Linked DNA regions of Zea mays: regions 2 and 3 are each linked to region 1. Evidence: chromatin contacts called from public Hi-C data. All regions are on one chromosome and are shown on one strand. Each heading gives the region's core, a stretch centred on a gene start, on an enhancer-like site or on the middle of the called end of the contact. The rest is flanking DNA. Distances are from core to core; before and after follow the strand shown.

Region 1 (5,066 bases), core at 706-3,205:
CAGCGTCCTCGCCGGGTTCATCGATCCGCCCGACACCGCCCTGCAACCACCACTCGGTTTCCCCTCGCGCGTCTCAGTGCTCGGTTCATTCCCCCTGCTTCGTCTCTAGTAGCTTATCTATTGCCAGGCCAGCAGGGCTAGCTGGCGTACGTCCTAATCATGTTTAGTACTTTGCTCTTGTTTACTACTAGTACTTGCAGGAAGGACTCCGGTGGTTTAGGGGATGTTTGGTTTGAGGAATCACTTCATCAAAAATGTGGTGGTGCATTATGGGTTCATTCCTCAAATTTGGTGGGATGACCTCATTCCTCATATTAGTACTAACTAAATAACTATAAGGAATGAGGTGGTGATGGATCAACTCAATCCATTCCACAAACCAAACAAAAAAGTGAGGAGTGAGAAGACGATGGACTAGATCATTCCTCAAACCAAACAACTTATTAGTATTCGAATTGACGTAGCCCCCTCAACTATTTTAAACTTGAATCAAGTAGTTCTAAGCGTGTGCGTGCAGGCGTGCGTGTGCGTTTATGTATTTACCCTGCGAAGATGGACGTGATGCAAACCGCAGAACCAACCGCCAACCCGGCCAACTCACCCACCTGCATCCACGACAGCGAAACAAACAGCGTCAGAATCGCGCAGCCGAAAATGGCGACAAGCAGCAACCACCGGTGCCGGTCTTCTTGCTTACCGCTCTCGTGTCCGTGGCGACGGCGAGGGTGACGAACATCATGTTGAAGGTGACGATGACCTCGATGATGAGCGAGTGCCAGTGCGGCCCCGCCGGCGTGGTGGTGCCCAGCACGGCGATGGGGTGCAGCACGGCCTTGAGCACGAACGACGCGCAGATGGCGCCGGTGAACTGCGCCGCCCAGTAGAACGGGACCTGTACCCAGAAATACAAACGTTACATTAGCATTCTAGGCAAACCAATCCGCCCCGCCGCTAGCCCGCTACAATATTATCTTATTCTAATCCCGCGTGAGCATTATTTGGGTCATGAGTATGTAGTACTAAGCATTCTCTCTCTTGTTTGACTTTCTTTTAGTTGACGATAATAGACATATGATAACTTGGCATCCATTATTATGCCTTAGAAAAGGTGGATAATTTTGCCCATGATCACGCCATGATGACAAGTATATGTGCAGCCGAACGTTTCTGTTAAATAAAATACCCTGACGACCCACTTGTTGTAACCACTTTCGCGTGTCAACGAATGCATATCCGTCCTATGCCCAAACCCCCAGCCATGGCTCAGTTTCGATTTCGACGCAAAGCTAGGAGACCAGGTCTGCGGACGCGTGTACCTGGATCCAGGGGAAATGGCGGAACACGGCGAAGGCGAGCGTGACGGCGGGGTTCATGTGCGCGCCGGAGATGTGGCCGACGGCGTAGATCATCACGGTGACGATGAGGCCGCCGGCGACCGACTGCCCCAGCTGCGAGATGCGGTCCTTGTCGCTGCCGTAGATCCCCGCCGCCCCGCACGTCACGAACACCAGCAGGAACGTGGACACCACCTCCGAGACCACCTGTGGGATCAGTCTACGGTTAACAACAACCAACGGAAACGAAGACGGGATGGACCGGAAGAGAATCTTCATTCTCCGTGACGATGATGGTCGCCGCCATATAGACATGGCATGCGTACGTACCTTCTTGAGGAGGTGGGGAGGGAACATGTCCGCTAGCGACCGGTCGTAGTACGCGGGGGGCAGGCTGCTGGAGTTGTGCACCGCCGTGCCGATGTCGTGGATCTCGTTGTTGAAGTTGGCCCTGGAGTTGGCCCTCGAGTTGGTCGACATTTCCGGCGATCGACCGACGAGCTACGACGCGTGCGCGAGGGCGTGAACTCCTTCCTACGTAGCACTGCGCTCGGCAAGAGGAAGCGGAAGAAGAAGAAGAAGAAGAAGCTCTACTGGCAGCTATCTGTGTCTGCCTCTCTTGCTTGCTCTTCGAGGTAGTGAGCACTCGGCCGGCAGGAGGTATTTATAGCTAGGGAGAGGCCAGAGCCAGGTCCTCCAGGAGTGAGCTGCAGATGCTAGAGGTGGCAGGTACGCAGCGCCTTTTTTATTAGGCCTACTTGTCGGATCCACAGAGGCGCACTGTGTTACTTAGCTAGCTCTCCAATCGGCCGGGGATCATCGCTGTTCAAAACAAATTTTTTTTGGATCCAGCTTCTTCGAACACGTTGTCGGATCGCCATTGGCCGGGATGTATGAACTCGCATGCTTATATCTGCTCTTAATAATTACTCCCTCCGTTCTTTTTTTTATTTGTCTTGTATTAGTTCAAAAATGAATTCGCGTCATCGCCCTCGCGATCGCAATTCGCAAACATATATGAAACGATTCGGGTGTGCAGGCTAAAAACAATTGGGATCGGCAAGTCAGTATAAGGCTGTCTCCGGCAGCGTTCTCTAAATTTCATCCTCTAAAGAAATATTCTATGTCATTTACAGTGTACTCTAAAATATTATGTCCTCTATATTATCTCGTTCTCCAGCAGCGTCCTCTAAATTCCATCCTCTATAGAAATAGTATTACTCATTCTTATTTTATACACAACTTTTCATTAACGAGACCATGTACGGCTCCAACCAGCGCTCTCCATTCGTTTGTCCCAACGTAGAAGAGAGCAGGAGCCAGGCCATAGCGGACGCCTGTACAACCTCTAGGTTTAGAGTGTCCAGCGACGTACGCTACTTTTACCGGACGTTTTGCCGTGTCCTGCTGGGGGATAAAGGAGCTCGTTGTCCTCTAAATTTAAGGTACAAAACCATATACATACCCTTGCTGGAGGTAGCCTAATATACCGCGGGATAAAGCGCGACGTCGAGGTCACGACGGCGATGTAGCAGTGGTGACGAACAAATTCTAAAATAGGGAGGTCACGACGGCTCGACCCCGACTCCCCCGAGCGAGAAAATGCTATTGCAGGGACGTCGTCGCCGGATCGGACTTTGTTGTATAGGTTGGCATTTAGCATATATTCTGCTTCGTAGGATGAGTACACGACACGAGCGAGCCAACCGTACCTCCGAGATCTACCATTGGTCCGTCGAAGGGCGTTGCCGCCATTATTCTTAATTGCAGGGCCAATGGCCGGATTCAAATGATGAGCCAAGTCGTAGATTTGCTTAAGAATGGATTACAATACGGAGTTATCTTAACCACTCCGTGCTTCGGCGTGCATGCTTTTGCTGCAGTTAGCGGCAACTCCGCCGCAGACCGCAGACCTGAATTAAATGAGCTCAGAACCAACGGATGCGTCGGTCGATTGTCACACTAGTGTCGAAACTGACCTGCCACTGGTTTCAAAAAAACGGAAAGAACAACCTGCCACTTTTGAAAAAAATATCATCTTCGTCACTCTAACGATCGATTCCCGGTCCGGAGTACTCCAAACTGCGATTTATCTTCTCGCCTTCGGGTTTTTTTTTTCCTTTTGTTTCCCAGGGTGTATAGGGTCTTCAGGGTTAAGAGGGTCACGCCTTGCTCTCTTGCATAGGAATAGGATCCTCGACGCTGCAGAAGTACAACCGACGATGTACCAATTCTAACACTGGCATTTGTACACTGGTTCCCTCTACTACTGATTTGTTTGTATTGTACCACTGTGTTGTCTCGGTACATGAATTGGAGCATTCCCGACATTTTCAGGCTTCATTTACTGGAGGTAGGCCAATATCATGTGGCAACATGTATGCTGGGGGTACACCCACATCACGAGTCTGTGGCAGTTACTCATATGCCACTTCGTCCGGTGGGCTGCAACTCCAAAGCTCTCTCTCTCTCTCTCTCTCTATCTCTGATCAGGGTAGTAGATGGTAGGCGCCTGCACTGCACTCCAGCAGCAATGGATCGTGATGTCTGGCAAGGTACGACCTTCCATTTCCATGCCGTACGTGGCAGTGTGCTTTTCAAAAGAAGCCCTGCCCACTGCAACTCGTATCAAGTGAGGCACTCAACTTTGGTGAACATCCGAAACCTCCAGAGCTCTGCCAACCTTAGCTTTGCATTTGCAGACCGGCTGCGCACTCGCTGTTACAAAGGACTCTGCAGAGGACCGCGTTTCAGGAACCCCTGTTGTGAACGTATGCAGAGACACTGAACAAAGACAACGCGTACAAGTACAAGAAACAGTTTCAGGTACACGTTCCGACGGCGTGTGTTAGAGGTGAGGTCAAGCAGACGCCTCTGCGGCTGCGCTGACCTGAATACAATACAACGGCGCGTCAGCGTGAAGCCACAAGAGGAAACGCTCCTCTCGCCCGCAGCCCGCTCACACCCTGTCCAGTCCACGGGAACCGAGCCATGATACATAGATAGCTGACGAGAAACCGATCAGATCAGTCTCCACGATGCGTCCTGGCACACACGTACTAGCTAGCATCATTGGTATGGTATATCTTCGCTGATCATCATTGCCTTGCTTTGTCTGCACCTACGCTGCACACGCACCAGAAATCGTCACTGCAGCTATCCGGCCACCAGTTCAGAAATAAACACAGCCCAGGTTCCACGCTGAACTGCTTGTCAGCTTGATTGAGCTCAACAAGTCCAACCTAGACGCCGCGCGCCATACGGTATCGGTATCTTCTTAGGTCGCTGTCTGTTAGTGTCCTGGAGGCCTGGCCACCACCAGTTCACAGCACCTGGTGTCTGATTCTGAAGAAGCATCATTAGCTAGCAGTAGGATCACGATCACCATCCATGGTTTACCCTTGCAGTTGCAGCTGTACTGGCTCACGCCTGACCCCAGCCCAGAACATGGATCTCAACCCTCAAGAAGCGTCGTAGCACACGTACTGCCAGTAGTGTTCCGACTTCAGCGACGCAAGGAAGGATACCCGCCGCCGTTGGCTGCCGGAACTTGGCATCTCGATTCGGGTCTGGCCTGCTGGACGCGCTACGCGCGTGGTGCTCCGATCTCCACCTCCTCACTAGCACGCCCTCCACTAATTAATTGTGCTATTAAGTGATCGGTCCCATCACCGTGCCTATTACCGCTCCTCTTGGATTGCATTAGAGCAGTAGAGGCATCGGTACATGTTG
Region 2 (5,066 bases), core at 1,354-3,853, 250 kb before region 1:
ACAACAGAGAACGACAGAGCAAGTGGTGCATGTGGTGAAAGAGTTCGTTGGTGGAGGACTAGCTTGCCTGTAGCGGCTGGGTGCCTGGTCAGGAGGGTTGGGTCTTTATTTTAGTGTCAGTGTTTTAATTAGGACAGGATTGTTAAGTTGTTTTGGGTTTTTGTCGGTTTGTAAAGTTTTTTCTCTCTTATAATATATTGAAATGGCAAACCTTTTGCCTTTCCCTTTCAAAAAAAAGTTTACCCATCCATGTTCTCATATTCAAATATTCCGACTCTAGTCTACGAACAATGCTGTCTCTACGGTGAAACAGTGCAAATTAGTGTTTTGGGCGGATCAAAAACCCTAGCAGTAGACAGTAATACGTTGTTGAGACTAACTCCAGCATTTGGTACCAGAGAAAAATAGTATGTATGTTGTAGTACATACTACTACTGTATTATCAAGCAACGGAATCCTCAAGTCTGCAAAATTGAAGAGTTAGCTATAGAGTGGCTCTGATCAAACTACTTGAATAATGTTGCTTGGATGATGAAAAAAAATCTGGACCGTCACGGGCTCACGGCAGATGAATGATGCCATGCTTGATAAAAAAAATATCTCTTCTGCTCGCACTTGATCAATGCAAACCCTAAAACTAAAGAACAAAACGAACAATCTCTCTCTGCTGGTGCTGCGTTTTCCCCTCCTCATCTCCCCACGAGAGAGACACACCTCGCTCGCTCGCTCACTAGCTCACAGGCCGTCACAAGCACAGCTCACGACCTCACGTAAGGATGATGACTGATCCTATCGCATGCCATGGAGTGCAGCAGAAGTGTAATCCTCGCCGTAGGGGTGTGTAGCTAGGATGAGAGAGAGAGAGAGAGAGAGAGAGAGAGAGAGAGAGAGAGAGAGAAACCACAAAATTAAAAGGAAAGGAAGAAAGTGAAACCAAGACAAAGAACAGATCAAAGCCACACCAGAGCGCGCGATGCATGCGATCCTTGGAGATCCCCCGACGACGGCGGCTACGAGTCGCTGGTGCTCATGCTCTCATGCCGTTCGCCGCGGCCGCCACCGTGCTGCTGCTGGCCAGACCCGCCTCCTCCGCCCTGACTGGCCGCGGGATCCGTTGCCGCCTGCGTCCGGTACGCATTGAGGGCGGCGAGGATGCCCATGTGCCCCTCGCCTCCGCCTCCTCCTCCGCCGCCTCCGCCTCCCACGGGGCCGAGCCCCAGTTGCTGCCCTGGAAGCAGCGCCACCGGCGCAGGGAAGTTCATGAAATGTAGCCCGCTCGGCACGCTCCCCCGGTACACGGCAGCTGCTGCGGCGGCGGCGCTGCCCATCTGCGGGAACGTCCAGATAGACTCGCCGCTGCCTCCGCTGGAAGCTGCACCACCCTGCGGCGCGTTGTTGCTCGGCACCATCCACACGGTGCCCGGCATTTGGCTTTGCGTGTACCCCGCCATCTGCTGCTGGTATTGCTGCTGCTGCTGCTGCATTTCTTGTTCCCACCGCCTCTTCCTCGACATATCGGCGGCTGCGGCTGCGGCTGCGGCAGACGGCGACGGCTGCACGTCGAGACCGACGCTGCCGGAGAAGTTAAGCAGCAGAGGGGACGGCGACGACGACGACGAGGCCGGGCCCTCGGGAGGGAAGCCAAGGCCGACGACCCGGTCCCACGCGTCAGCACGGCCGCCGAACCGGGCGGCGGCGCTGGTGGGGCTAGGCAATAAGGGGGCGCCGCGGAGGTGGGGCGGGGCGGAGAACGAGGAGCCCGAGGAGCGCAGGGAGATGTTAAGGGAGGTGAAGTTGGCCGGGATGGTGCCGGTGCCGGTGGCCGCGATCACCGCCGGCTCGGCCTGCTGCAGCAGCCACTCGATGGTCTCGCCGTCCGTCTTGTGCCCGAGCTCCCGCGTCAGCTGGAACACCCGTGCCGCGCACAGCGCCGGCATCCGGATGCGGCGCCCCCTTCCCTCCACCTTGGTGTGCCGGTCCTTGGTGGAGCTCCGCTTGGGCGCCGCCTTCCGCACCTGCGCCGCCTCACCTCCGGCCCCCGATCCATTCCCGTTGCCGCCTCCCGCCGACGTGCCCACCGCAGCGGAGCTGGAGCACGGCTGCTCCTCTTTCTTCTCAAGGAGCTGGAGGGGGAAGTTGGGGCGGTGGCCGCCTCCTCCGCCGTCACCGGCGACGTCCATGGTCACTTAGGCCATGGTATATATACACGGCGATAGATGCATATAACTTGGCGTGTATGTTTTCTAGCCGGCCGGGTAAATGGAGTGGTTTAGTTGTTTGGGAGAGCGTGGAACGGATTTGATGTCTCCAGCTTCTTCTCTCTTGCTGTGGGTCTAGCTCCGAGAAGGTTAGGTGTGGTGGTAGAGAGAGAGAGAGAGAGAGAGAGAGAGAGAGAGAGAGAGAGAGAGAGAGAGAGAGAGAGAGAGAGAGTCCAAGGAAGAAATAGCTGGCTGGCTATCAGGGAAAGAAGATTGTAGGTTGGAAAGAATCCTTGCTCATATGATATGATGAGAGAGAAGATGGTTGATGGACGGAAGGAGGGTAGCGAGAGCTTGTGTTTGTGTGTGCATGTGGGAGATCACACGCACTATTTTATGGTCTTTTGATGTGGTTCATCTGTGATTTCAGGGGGGAGAGAGACAGAGAGAGAGAGGAAGCATGAGCAGATGACCCTAGCTAGGGAAGGCCGGCCAGGGGGAGAGAAGGTTAGCTGGCGGCCGGAAGAGGATGGTGGTGTACTTTGTAGGGTTTGAGGAGAGAGATGGACGGATTAAATGGAATCCTGATGTTCGGAGAGGAGCGGGGAGAGAGAGAAGCTGGAGATGAAGGGAGAGAGAAAGAGACCGCTAGTAGTCTGCCGCAGTGCCGCTACATGAGTGTACATGGACGGAGACCGGTGAGCGTGAGGAGAGAGAGAGACAGGAACAGCTATAGCAGGGGAGCGAGGAGAAATTATTAGGCTCATCTTACCTAGCTAGCTAATCCCATGCACAGTTGTGCATCAGCAGTACTGTGGCAGAACGTAACGTGGTATGTTCTGCTGATGCTAACAGACGAATCTCCCATTTAACCATCAAAAGAATGCCACGCCACTACTCTCTTTCTCTCTCTCGTCTCGCGAAGCCGCTGAACGAACTCAGGCGAGGCAATGGAAAGCATTGCTTCCTTTGTGGATTGGCTGCTTTTGAGAGCAAGCACCCCCTGTTTTTTTTTTTCTTTTCTCGCCGGTCGCTTTTCTGTTTGAAACGCGTTTCTTTTTTCCCTGCTCCGAACTTCTCTTTTTTATTTCTTTTTTTCCCCTTCTTTCGGGCAAAAGGAAAATCTTTAAACCGTGAAGAGGCAGTCAGGGGCTCAGACTCCACGTGCGCTGCTCTTTATCATTCAGTCACCAATGAACACTGCACTGCACTGCACTGCACACTGTAGCCGCCATTCTCCAAGTCAAAATACACAAGGGAAAACTGTTAGCACGCATTAATATTTTTTTCCCTTGTGCTTTCCCTGTAGCCCTCCATATTTCATCATTTCTATGTGCAGTGAATAGATTGACGTGGATATCCGTCCTGCCTGTGTGTGCATGCTTAAACGAATCGCTTCTGTATACTAACTTAATCTTCTTACAAATGAAAGTTGATCTTCAGACTCAGAGAATACTGTCTGGGGAAAAAAACTATATGGAGCAGCAACAGCAGAGAAAGAGATAATAAAGTAGGGTCAGCTCAACAGGTAATCATTGTATTGCCTTTTGCATTAGCCTTTGCTACACTTCCTTTGTTTGCCACCAGCCTTAGAATTCGTGGCGCCCTGCCGTGGACCTGGTGTACACAAGCATTCTATAAACTGGAACAAAACTGCTACATAAAAAGGCAACAACACACAACGGAATCTATGCCCTGCTCCGCAAAGCTTTGACTTTGGATTTTTCGGCAATATGTTTTAAATATAATTAAAATGGCCGGCATCAAACCTGCCTCTATGTAGTAGAACATTCTCTTAAATAATAATAACTGACATGTGTTTTATTGGTATAGCATAAGAAAACATAACAACCTAGAAAGTTATAAAAGGCATTAAAAAAACTGCCAAACGAATAAGTAAACATCATGTCACCTGTCAAAACAACTCGATAAATTGATTGGAGAAGACTAAGATCAACCCGACCATGCGCCACTAAGCAAGACATTGGTTGAGCCATAAGGGCAAAGCGGTAAGCGAAGCTAGCTCTAGACAAAGAGTTCGTTGAGCTGGATTAGTGTATCATGAAAAAATGAGCTGATTAAACTTGTTTTCGTTCCAAAATAAAGTCAAGTTGATTTTGAGTGACTTTCAGCTTCGGCTTGGCTCCTTAGGCTTGAATCTCAAACAATTCAAGGGACCACGATATAAACAAGATTTTGTCAATTTAGAAGAAGAAAAAGCTCAAACAAAAGTATGACTGACTATTATTCACTCCTAGGTCCAATTGACTACTAGTTTATAGTTTACCACATCATTTAAAATACGTACAACACATGACACAACTTCTTCAACAATTTAATCCTACAACACCCTATAGCGGCCTCCACGTCTTTCTTCTTCCCATCAACCTTCATCATTGTAATGAGCAACACAAAGCCCCAACCAGCATCCATTGGCGCCATCCACACTAGGATACCATCACCATGTGCGTCATTTGCCTTGGAACACCAATGTTGTCCATGCCCTTCCATGTCGATCGCCACTATCGTATGCTACCATCCACATCGGGATGCCATCCCCTACTTGCGCCACCTATAATGAAAGTGGCACTCGAACATGGAACATTATGTGATTTAAGTGTTTGGTGAAGAATATGTCCATTTTGACATAAGAACAAATGTGAACAAATGTGTTCAGAACGCATTCAGAACGCATGCATTAAATAACTCATAAGAAGACCAAAGAGCCCCTTTAATAGTCCTGTCATTAGTGCAACTGAAATAAACGAGGAACAAATGTGAAACTAATATGATTTAATTCCTTTTATTCACCAATTGAGAGACTAGGGACTAAAGTAGTTTAGTCCCTGTTTTTAGTTCCACTGTTTG
Region 3 (5,066 bases), core at 1,745-4,244, 140 kb before region 1:
ATTTTAATATCTTGCAAAGCAAATTAACAATGACTCAGTGATTATGAAATTATGCTGTATAATGGAACTCTTGAATTGTTGCATAGTTGGTAGTTGCAGAATCACTACCTCTTCAAGGATCATTTAATAGTGCAACAACAGTATTCCAGATTTTCATACCGACTGACACAAGTTTCCAACATATTTTCAAACTGGAAGCTAAAATATAGACCATATTCAAGGCTTCCTTTCATGAACCACACTTCAATTAAGCATGTTAAGGATCAAGCCAAACTAACACACCACCAACACCTCAATTGAATCGGTTGCCACACTGATTGTTTGGCAAGCTTTGGCCAAATCCCTTTTGCCTATTTGGTTCATTCTTGCCACAAAACAGACTGGCCAACAATAAAATATCCAATTCCTTATTTTCATCCCAAACATGTAACCATTACTTACACACAAAAAAACATGTAACCATTGAAGAGAATCAAAATACACATGGTTTATATGTTAGCTAATTGCAAGCTAATAACTGAGCGAGCTTGGCTTTCCTAATGACAAATCAAAACACAATGACTGAACATGGTTGTCGACATAGTTGAACTGGAAAAGAGAAAACAAGAAAAGAAAAGACAATGGAATGGAATACTGGAAAAAAGGCAGGGCAAGTATTTCTAATTTTCTAAGGTTGGCATGAGTATGCTTCAAATGGATACACTTAGCAAATGAAGGAAAGTAATCTCTAGACAAAATCTGTTTCACTCCTATTCCTATGAGAAACCCAAATAGCCTCACTCCTCTAGAAGTCTAATTATTTTGTGGCTTCAAGTTCAAAAGGGAGCCTAATATCGCCAAGTAGATATAAATGAGTCAGGCATTTAAATAGAAGCCCTCAATAAGCTAGCTCATTTCAGAAAAAAGGTTAACATTTGCATAACCTGACTAAACACCCAAATTAAGAAATATATAAGATTACAGTTAAAAGACTACCTTTCATGCATAATATCCATATGAGGTTGACAGTATGGGGACCTAGTAGCCACTTGGTGATAGTAATTAAGAGGAACATGTTGAGGCTCTTGCATATGATAAGGATCTAGCACCAAACGTCGAGGCTCATCAAAAAGTGGAGGATGTAATGATCGTGTGATATTGTACTGATCTTCAAGAGGATATGCATGGACATCAATAGGTGCACCTCTTTCTTCAATATGTTGCAATCGTCTTCTATCTTCATAGTCACTCGGGTTTCTAATATCTTCAATGATATGTGATTGTCGCACTTCCTCGATATGTTGTGGAGCTGATTGAGGAAGGTCGATAGGCTTGAACATTGCCAATAGTCTTTGAACCTACAACATTTTGCCGTGACTTAAAGCATGGAACAAAGTTTTGTGCCTTTGATTTTGTATATACAACATTGTAATACAGAAAATTCCCCATGACTCACTTGTTTAGAGTTCAGCTCTTGGGTGAACCTGCCTTTTGAGCTGTAGTTCTCCTTAATGGCATGCTTGAAACTACTCTCAGGAATAGGAAGACAATCCTTGTCAACACTAAATTTAACCTGCATCAAGGACACTAGTTAGTTAGTTAAGCAATACCAAATTACCAATGTCACCAATCAAAGATATATCATGTGTTCAGAACCTGAAAAAACACAGTAGCAAACCTACAACAAACAATTCCCCCAATCTTTGTTTCATGGCAATGCATGTATGGTCATTAGTTGAGATAAGGGCACTTGATACGTCAGAAGAAAAAAATCTGCCAAAGGTTACACATCTCTTCTCTATCTCTACTATATTAAAATACCAGTTTTCCTGGTTCCACGGTTTCCGCCGTTGTCGTGCTCCCCCACATTTAAATAGTAAAAAATGCTAAAATTATGCACAAATAAAGATTTGAACCATGGTTGTTGGCTCTAAACCCATGTTCACACCTACCTACAAGCAAAGCAAACAATAAGATACAAGAATCACCTGTGCAGGGAATTTCCCATCAAAGGCATGTCGCACAAGATCCAATCCTCCCCTTGTATCTGCCTTGTATACCCCATACATTAGCTTGAGGTCAAAATCATACAAGAACAGCTTAGCACCTGGCCGGATCTTCTCCACCACATCCATCTTCCCCCGGGGCAGGCCAAACACGCCGTTCTGGTAGCACTCTGGCTTTGTCCTCGCACTGCACATGAATATGAATCCAGAGGCACTCTCTTTCTCCTTTTCCTTCCCTGTCAACTTCCTTCTCTTCTCTTCCCTCTTCACACGCTCCTCTTCCCTCCCCTTCATCATCTCCTTCCTACTCGTCCTCTTCTCTTCCCCCTCCGCCTTCTTCTCTATCCCCTTCATCGTTTCCTTCCTACTGGCCTTCCTGTCCTCCGTCTTGGTCTGGGCGACCCCATCACTGGTCATCTCTCCCTTCTCCGCCTCTCTCCCCTTCATTGTCTCCTTCCTACTCAAATTTCTGTCCACCGTTTTGTTCTGGGCGACCCGATCATCTGCGGTCTCTGCGGCGGTGGCCGCTGCCGGACTCGTCTTGATTGATTTTGGGGCCGGTGTCTGCGCCGAAGCAGACGCCTCAGCGATGCCCACGGATTCAGTGCAGAGCCCCTTCAACTTCTTCGGAACGGTTTTGACCCCCTTCTTTAACTTGACGGACTTGGTAGACCCCGGGGCGGAGGCCTTGGGCGGCGGCGCGGAGGAGACGTCGCCCTTACGCCTGAGCCTCTTCACCATGGCTGATCGGAAAGGCACCACAATTCACGATGGAGAATCGAATCCCCACGATCAGTTGCGCTGAATTAGATATAAATCATACTAGATCCATGTGCTTCCTTTAGTACGATCTATCGAATAGCAATCAACGAATTGTTTCTGAAAGCGTGGCTGAGAGGATTAAACCCTAGATGAGAATGAAAGGAGGACGAGGAGAACGAACGGACCTGCGAAGAGAGGGAGACGGCGGCGCGAGTGGTGAGCACGGGTACTTGCGTTACCCTAACGGGAGCGATAAGGCTGGTCCCGGCGCCGCCACTTATCTCCATCTATTCTCGTTCTTAAATTTAAACTCTACTATATAAATATGAATAAAGTTCTTATATTTAAACTATACTATATAAATATAAATAAACTGTTAGACACATTAAAGACCATCTTCAAGAGACAATAAATATGGACGTGAAAACACTATTTCTTACTAGATTGTAGTGTATTTATCGGTATCCATGGGTATTCACTCCTGGTAGGTCAAGACGAAACTCATGTGGCTATCCGTAGTTATGGGAGAATGAGTGGTCTACTCCGACTTAGAGCCTGAGTCCGTCTAGAGATGGCAATGGGTAAATACTCATCGGGTATTACTACCCCATACCCATACCCACGACACAAAAATAACCCCATCGGGTCACCCATATACATTGGCGGGTATGAATTTACCCCCATACCCATACCCATGTGGGTATGGGTTACCCATCGGGTCACCCGTACCCACAAAAATTAAACATCTATCAAAATATTATATTATACAAATGTCAAGTATATCCATCTAAATACCATTACAAAATTTCTAGCATTATTTAACCATCCATTCAACGCACCAAAGATAATTGAATAAAGTAGTAACACTAGGATAGTACTACATAGCACATTATATGTTCCATTACATGGTCATTAAATTGTCGTTAAGCCTTCTATTACATTATGGCCTAAAAGGTTGTTAAATAGTAAAAAGGATGGATGACTAAAGTCCAAGTTCATGCTTGGGCTAAGTTTATATTGGGTATTTTATACCCATGGGTTAACGGGTATGGGTGAAGGCGGAACGTTCTAATACCCGTTTACCCATTGGGTGAAGATTTTTGCCCAATAACAGACCCACGGGTAGAATATTTAGCCCACATACATACCCTAATAGAGTAAATACCCATCGGGTATCGGGTCGCGGATACCCATTGCCATCTCTAAGTCCGTCCGATAGAGTTGCAAGCCTCCGGACCGATGTCACCCTAGGTTGATTGTGGGACTGCTCGTTAGCTACAACCCAGGACCTAACCCCTACATGAGTCATCCAGACCTCCGACCAAAGGAGGTTCGATGTCGCCATGTGCCCAAGCCATTACAGAAGGACTCGGACTTCCCTAAGTCTTTTCCAAGCCCTCAACCAGGGGAGGTCCGAGGCTGCCACGTCTTCATATGCTCCCAGCTTATGCTCTCCGCCTGGGCAGAGGTGCGATGTTATCGAGGTGTGTCGCGGAAGCTGTTAGGCGTCGCTTAGCGTGGGCATCTGATACGGGGGGCGCACACATTAAATACGGGCAGGATCCCACCTATTCACACCGGTGATAGGCGACGTGTGTCCCGTATTAAGTACAGGCGGCGTGTTCAGTCCGCAAGGCCTAGGGCGCGTTAGTAGCATGTGTGGCCACGTGTTACCGAGGCAAAGACCATTGACCCACTGCGTCGCACGTGGGTAACTCCCATCATGACTTGTTCCCACTACAATGTCTGGTGAAGAGACGAGCGGAGGGGACAGGTGAAAGGGAAATGTGCCCTTGGGCCATTTCTAAAGTATTTTGGTGATTGAGTGCCAACACAAGTGCTTAAATGTGAATCTATGCCCATGGATTGACAAAGTGCAAATCAAGAGTAAAGGTATGTTTCTAAGCCTTAGTACATTGTTTTGAAGACTAATGTATTGTGTCTAAGTGCTAGAAACAGAAAAAATCGGATTGGATATGACTTGGCTTGTACAGCCGAAGTCTGCTCTGTCTGGGTGCACCGGACTGTCCGGTGGTGCACCGGACAGTGTCCGGTGCGCCAGACAGACTCGGGGGAACTTGCTGCTCTCGGGAGTTTGACGGCGACGTACGGCTATAATTCACCGGACTGTCCGGTGTGCACCGGACTGTCCGGTGAGCCAACGGTCGGCCGGGCCAACGGTCGGCCGCGTTATCAGCGCGAGACACGTGGCCGAGCCAACGGTCGGAAGGGGGCACCGGACTGTCCGGTGTGCACCGGACATGTCCGGTGCGCCAACGGCTCTCTGGCAAGCAACGGTCGACCGCGCCATTTTTGGAA

Evidence for each region. A called contact is a pair of places that touch in the nucleus more often than the background predicts.
Region 2: a Hi-C map of root tip shows a contact between it and region 1, with 3 times the contacts expected there. The contact joins the promoter of LOC111347720 here to the promoter of LOC100192638 in region 1. A contact is called at or near these places in 6 of 25 Hi-C or Micro-C datasets (bundle sheath, ear, leaf mesophyll and 2 more).
Region 3: a Hi-C map of leaf shows a contact between it and region 1, with 4 times the contacts expected there. The contact joins the promoter of LOC100278526 here to the promoter of LOC100192638 in region 1. A contact is called at or near these places in 10 of 25 Hi-C or Micro-C datasets (bundle sheath, ear, endosperm and 4 more).

The regions. Positions count from the first base shown.
Region 1 is chr4:187,162,337-187,167,402 of Zm-B73-REFERENCE-NAM-5.0, forward strand. LOC100192638 reads right to left here and starts at 1,956. Exons shown (of 5, transcript NM_001137852.1): 1 at 1,665-1,956; 2 at 1,317-1,541; 3 at 698-892; 4 at 544-605; 5 at 1-40. The coding sequence starts at 1,814.
Region 2 is chr4:186,916,268-186,921,333 of Zm-B73-REFERENCE-NAM-5.0, forward strand. LOC111347720 reads right to left here and starts at 2,604. Exons shown (of 1, transcript NM_001357595.2): 1 at 513-2,604. The coding sequence starts at 2,180. The coding sequence ends at 1,011.
Region 3 is chr4:187,016,457-187,021,522 of Zm-B73-REFERENCE-NAM-5.0, forward strand. LOC100278526 reads right to left here and starts at 2,995. Exons shown (of 5, transcript NM_001151772.2): 1 at 2,933-2,995; 2 at 1,968-2,728; 3 at 1,436-1,552; 4 at 976-1,337. The coding sequence starts at 2,726.